Regions from separate parts of the Mus musculus genome. Here region 2 is linked to region 1. A link is a contact called in public promoter capture Hi-C data. All regions are on one chromosome and are shown on one strand. The core of a region is the stretch at or near the end of the contact, and the rest is flanking DNA. Distances in the headings are between cores, read along the strand shown.

What was found. Promoter capture Hi-C pulls out the DNA fragments that hold promoters and counts their contacts.
Region 2: a promoter capture Hi-C map of hippocampal neurons shows a contact between it and region 1, with 2.1 times the contacts expected there. The contact joins the enhancer-like site here to the promoter of Vps50 in region 1. A contact is called at or near these places in 2 of 39 promoter capture datasets (cranial neural crest and hippocampal neurons) and 1 of 115 datasets of contacts at active chromatin or transcription factors (embryonic limb bud).

Annotation. Positions count from the first base shown.
Region 1 is chr6:3,496,639-3,499,893 of GRCm38.p6, reverse strand. Vps50 (VPS50 EARP/GARPII complex subunit) reads right to left here and starts at 1,501. Exons shown (of 28, transcript NM_024260.5): 1 at 1,339-1,501. The coding sequence starts at 1,371. It also overlaps a transcript of Hepacam2 not described here.
Region 2 is chr6:4,482,302-4,485,556 of GRCm38.p6, reverse strand. No RefSeq gene overlaps it. Among named protein-coding and RNA genes, the nearest start is that of Gm46948, 19 kb to the right of the region's middle. RefSeq lists an enhancer at 235-2,094. Within about 2 kb of position 1,741, at least 43 of the 459 cell types and tissues checked have an H3K27ac peak or open chromatin away from gene starts, as enhancers often do. A contact at or near this core is called in embryonic limb bud, where this site is marked.

The DNA of each region.
Region 1 (3,255 bases), core at 252-2,751:
CAGACAATGGACTATGCTGCTTAACAGGCAAGACCAAGGAGACAGAACGCAAAACCAGAATGTAGTCATCCAAATCTGAGGGGCTCCTGAGTGTCTGCTCCCTCTCCTCTCACCTCAGGATGGAGCAGCCTCCAAACCTATTCTCAAGTAAGAAGCAGCAAGACGCACAGCGCCAGTGTCCAACAACGTGAAAGGCTGCTAAGTGCCTCTGCCCCCTGCTTGTTTGTTTTATTATTCATAGAAAATTTTTTCCTAGTTTCTCGACTCAAATCAAGAAAAAGAAAAGCATTATGCAAGGATCACGTACGTACTGTCTATAAGAAATTACAAGTGTCTGTCCCACTACTGCTGACACTTTGAATCCTCAAGCAGGACAAGAAGTCTTCTGTTCTCTTGTTAAGAAAAAGAAATTATAAGTGAAGCTTTAAAGAAAGGACTCTACCAACATTTCTAAGCCACAATGATTTTAAAACTCATCTAAATTGCACTTCTTTCTTATTAAAACAAAGAAAAATTCTAATTATGTTTCAGTAGCTAAAAATGCTACAGTCAAAACAAAGGTTTCTGAAATAAAATGATCAATAAATACCTAAAAAAAACATACATTTCTTCAACTCCTCGAAGGAAGTTGAGACACAGTATTAGGAAGCTCTAACATATGTGAGACAAGATATAGTACCAGTCTTATTCCTGAATTATCATTCTGAAAAAAAAAATTCTTTGTCAGAATTTTATTTTTTAAGTAGCAATACACAAAGAATGCTGACATATACTAGCTTACTGGTGACTTACAATGCGATACTTTGAGATGGGAGGGGGATAGAAAAGGAATTGTCATTCCCATGTTTAAATCCAAAAACACAGCTACAAGTTTGGAGAGTTACTGCCAATCCACAACACTACCAATGTTGGCTACAAACAGCCCTTTGCCTTCACCCTTGCTCTTTCGAGTTTTCTCTACTGCACAGACCCCACCTCACTTTCCAGGGCACCTACTGGCAAACGACCACCAGTGAGGACGAGGGGGACGCTGCAAAGCAGCTAAGGCTGTCCTGGAAAGGAAACTAAAGCAAAGGAGAAGGTACAAAGACAGCCCAGCTCCCTGATTGGCTTTGTCTAAACGAAATGTTTGTAGGAAGACACTTCTTTCAAGGAGTCGAGGTCGGATCTAGGAGGCTCAGTTGAGATTTCCAGTGTACTACTTAGCTGCCCAACACCCCTGAGCCCCGCCACCCACTATAACTTAAGCCTACGCCCGCCGCCACCAAGGAACTGGGCGTCTCGGCGCCTCTCACAGCCGGGAGCGGGAAGCTCTTTAGTTCAGAAAACAGAACTCACCTGCCGGGTCATGAGAGATTTGATTTTTTGCATGTCGAAGTCGAGAGACAATTACCCTGCCTCGGAGAAGTAACAAATCACATAATCCCACCAGACAGCCGGCTACAACACAGGGAAGCCATAGTGAGTCGTCACGTGGAGCTGCCCGCCTGGGTCAGCCTTCCTTTCCCCGAGCATGACGGGAAATGTAGTTTTCCGGCTGCAATCAAAGGAGGAGGCCAACTTCAGTACTACATTTCCCAAGAAGCAGTCGCTTCAATGAACTGGGACTCCTTCTGTTCCAGAGCCACTACCTGGACTTGGAAGAGCGTTGGGCGAGGCGAATACCTATGACTTAGGTAGTCTGGCCACTGAACTAAACAACTCTGAAGCGTCTGTAGATAGTCCACTTTGACAAGATGCCCTCTAGGAGTGCAAGAGAAAGCACACCTGGGCTAGAGAGGCGAGGAAAGAGACTGATTGACCTCCATAAAGAGCACTTGGAAAGGTGACTTAAGACAAGGAATTTCCCAGTGGCTCTGGGTGTGCCCTGAGGAAAGTGGGAGGCAGGACCCCTAAGATACTGATGGCCAGCCGTAGGTTCTTCTTCATTCTTGGCATTTCCTGAAAACGCTCTAGAAAAATCAAAGGATTTCGTCTACCCCACCTATCATTTTTCTACCTGCTTTAGCAAAGGCAAGTCGAGGCAGATGTCAGTAAGTATGAGGGCACTTGTCACTTTAAAGCCCTGATCTTGTTATTAGTAGTATAAAGGAGAAAGTAACGGGGTAACTTTGCTGTGGGGGGCAGCAAACCCAGAGCTAATAACAATAGGTAACAATGAAAACTTACGAATTGGGAGAAATTTTGTTAATGGCTTCATGTGTATGACCTTATGCATTTATCTACATGAGCATCTTTTCCTTGTTTTGTTTTGTTTTTGTACTACAATTTTTCATACAATATGTTCTGATCAGGTCTCCCCTCCCCCAACTCATCCTAGATCTGCCCCTACCGCCACACTTGCTTCCACGCACCTTCTTTCTTTCTCCCTCTAGAAAACAAAACATGCAAACAAACAAACAAAAAGATTGAAAAGGAAAGAAAGAAAAACACAAGAAACACACCCGCAAGCTCGTATGCATGAACATCTTCTGGAGTTACCATCATCTTCATGTTAAAAAATGGTGAAACAGGCATGGAGAAGTTAAGATACTTACCTAAGATTGTTAGACGTATAAACTGATGACTTAAATGCTTAAAGGTTCCCGGTATTATGCTGAGGAGTGACTCCTAAATCAGGACACCAGTGCCTTTTAACTACATTAGTTTAACGTATTATAAAAACTAATAACTAATGTTTTTATTATAAAAGCAAAGCATAAACTTGACTGTATGGAGGGTTGGACACTAGCTCAGAAATCGCCTATGCAGTTGCCTCCTCTAGTGGCTGGCTTTTCCTGCAGATGCACTTCTCTTTGGGAGCAATGTAATTACAAAGTTAGTTCACCTTAGATACAACCATTCATGTAATCTTGAGGATTTCCCCCAATTGATTCTCCTAGTGTAAATAATTCTACAGATATGAAGGGGTCTGTATTAAAGATTACAGCTGCTTGAAATGCTTGTAGTAGATGCTTGCTCACTGTGTACAACAAAACCAGCCCAATAATGTAAATGAACAGTAAACCATGTGTGATTGGCAAGACCAGAAAGCAGTCCTGCCCTCATCACCCACACACTTTCAGTGACTCCTTATATTAATGTAATCGTTATGCACAGAAATGGTTTTAGTGCATTCATTTTAATGCAAATATAACTAAGGTGAGTAAACAGTCGAGGATATGGGACCTTTTTTTTTTTATTACAGAAGCAGATGGTAGATTATCAACTGTGCTATGAAATACTGTGTTAAGACAACCCAACCCCACCTCCCAA
Region 2 (3,255 bases), core at 492-2,991, 990 kb before region 1:
TTGATTCCACAAATGAACACCAGTGGATCCTTTCCTTTTAAAATGTATTCACGTTCTTTCTTTATTTAAACTTCACAGTTACGAGTGAGCTAGAGGCAGGTAGTATGTTCCCTTGCTTTGTTTGTTTGGAGCACTGTCAAAGCTAAGCCAGAATGATGTTCTGAGAAAAGCTATTCATTACCACTAATGGTTAACCAAGACCAATACTGGGTGTACTTAGCTGCAGCCTTCATTTTCCCCTCCTATTTAGAACCAAGCAGGCTATAATTGAGAGAATTGAGGAGAGAGATGGGCACTTTCATCAGTCTCAACATCCATTTTATTTGGGCCTATGATCCAATTTTCTTTAGTACGCCACAGTGTCCCCTGGTTCTGGGTACTCCGACTTATTTTTCATGTTTACCTGGAAAGCATTTTCTATGCTTTGTTCCATGTGCTGTAGCTTTTATGGGAATTTGTTTAGTTTTCCTCTGAATGTAAACGTGTTCTTAGAGGCTTAGGTGCTTCTCTCACATGAAGCCAGTCAAGCTTCTCTGCCGCAGCAAGCTCTGTGTTCTTGCTGATTATCAGGGACATTCTGTTGGGCAGAATGGAAACAGTGCTACAACAGTAATTAGATTTCATCGGGATGATAACCAGCAAGATTTTTTAATTGCAGAGAATGATCAGAATGGTATGTTTTGCTGCCACAGAATTTAATACGAGCAGCCCTTTATTAATAACAACCCCCTTTCCAAACATGTGGCGTGTATTTGCGGTTCATCTCCACTATGGCCTAATGATGTTAGATTCCTTTCATTAGTAAAAAAGGCTCAAGAAAAATCTACATATCTAGATAACCAACCCAGTAGCAGACCCAGAAGGGAATTAAGTGTCTAACTTATAGTCCCATCGCCTCTCAATGGTCAGCTGCTCAGCAGAGAAAAAGCCAGTTTTCTAAGTGTTTAGACCACTCCCTAAGCTGCCCCTTCACTTTCAAGAATGTAAACAAAGAAATGTCTACTGTTGTGATTAGTTTTAATTGAGTGAAGGATGAGAGTGAAAGGAAGCAGCAATTTGGGTTGTTAGAGCCTAAACATCTTGGACCTCTGTGGCACTTACAGACCCCCCTCCACTTCCCTTTCTTCCTGTCTAGAGAGGACTGGGGAGACCAAAAGGAAAGCAGAAACAGATGTGTACAGGTCTTGGTGACCTGCCAAGAGGCTGATGTTTTATGCAGATACCCACACAAGCACAGCCGATAAATGTTCCATAAATCCACAGCTGCATCCCTTCAACAGGTACCAAACAATGCGGAAAGTCTGCATTTTTTCAAGGGGACAGGGGCTCTGAAAGTCTGAGGTCCAAGGCTCTGCACACAGAATTCCATTTCTCCTCCAAATTGTCTGCAGCGTCGTTTGCTAAGCATTGTGGGACTCCGGTCTTAACTGATTGCAAATGTCTCTGAGGTAAAGTTTTCCATGGGAGTCACCAGCTGGATTTGGCCAGTGTTCATTCTCTCTTGAGGTAAAATTTGCCAAAAGGGGACGGGTAATAATGAGATTCCCACCCTCAAGTCCTGACGTGGCCATAAGAAGAAGCTGTCAACTGGGGTTTGTTTTCCATGCAACAGAAGTGCAGAGCACTTACAGAGACCAGGTAAAGTCATTAAAAAAAAAGTAACTGGACTCTTACTTCTGCTCAGCCAGAGGACTTCCAGTGGTTTGTGAGTACAGCCCCCAAAAAAAGAGGAGCAGTTTCCAGAAAAAACACCTTAAGCCGCCAAGCCAAGCAATCTTCTTAAAGTGGGTAAAAGCAGGGCTGGCAGGGTGCAGCTTGGAAGCCAGAAACCTTCCTTGTTTCCTTTGCCTGCTCTCGTGGACCCGAATCCTGGATTTTAATAAGGCAGCAAAATTGAATTGCCAGGAAGAACGGAGCTGTCACCTGCTGTGTATCTTCATTAAGAATTGAAATTCTTCAAAATAAGCTTTCCCACCAGGATTAAAAGACAGAAAATCTATTGTCACAATTTCTGGATGTTTGTTCTTGTATTTCCCAAGGGTCAGAAGTCGTCATTAAAACACATAGTTCTCTTCAAATTGGACTTCCTTGAAAAGAGTGTTATTAGTTCTTTTTTTTTTCCTTTAAAGGAATCATAAGTAGAGGGAAGACAGGGTTGGCCTTTCCAAAGCAAAACTGTAAGTTAGTAGGTACTCAGTACCTTTGCCTGAGATATTCATGTCTGTTGACTTCTAAGCAAAGGTCAGAGCGACTTTCTGAGTTATTCTGGCGAAGTTTCTTCTGTTTGCTCTCCAGATAATGTCAGCAAGGCTACTATCCCGTAGCTCAGCCTTCAGCATAGCATAGATACTGAATGTTTATAAATCAGTGTCTCACTAAGTTGTCCAGGCTGGTCTTGAACTTACTTCGTGACCTGAGCCTGCTTTGAACTTGTGATGCTCCTGCTTCAGTCCACAGAGTAGCCTTCTGGCTACAGCAGTGTGCCACAAGTTCCAGGTGAAGGTTTTCTTGTTGTTATTTCTAAGTCATATTATTTGGGGAGGAAACTCAAATAATTGTCTTCTGGTAACAGTGTAGTCTAAACTGGAGTGGCCCTCCACTTTTCAGGGCTTGCCGTGTTCTTCCTAGGACAAAGCAGCGGTGGCTGTATCATACTCATTTGTCTTTGGCTTTTATTGTACTATGTTGCTCCACTGTGCAAGGTAGAGTCAGTGACTGTTTATCTTTATACATGGGCTTGGTCCAGACACAAACTCCCTTATATTTTGATGCAACGTCTACACTGATGTCATTTCAAGAATAAGGAGAGATGGCACTGAGACCCTCTTTTCCACAGTTTTTAAAAGATCACCAAGTATATTTCATCTATTTTGCTCAGTTTTGTGTAGTGGTAAATTATTAAAGTCTGCTCTATGCTCCTGGCTGTGCACCTGCCCAAGAGCACTGGATTCATGAATGAAACACACACACACACACACACACACACACACACACACACACACACAAAACTTTATATTTAATATGCCTTGATTAGCTCAGTGATTTTGCCACTCCAGAACCTCTACGTGGCTAACACACTACCCTCCGATATGGTTGAGTTAATATTTGCTAAATCTACATTTTGTTTCTGCTACCCCAGACCCAATTGGGATAGTGGCCCCTGGAGCAGCTTTCCTCAATTCTTACATATCGGTGGGCTTTCCCTCTGACCTCCCATCGTGGTCCATCGCCTTCCACCTCATAATGGCCGAATCC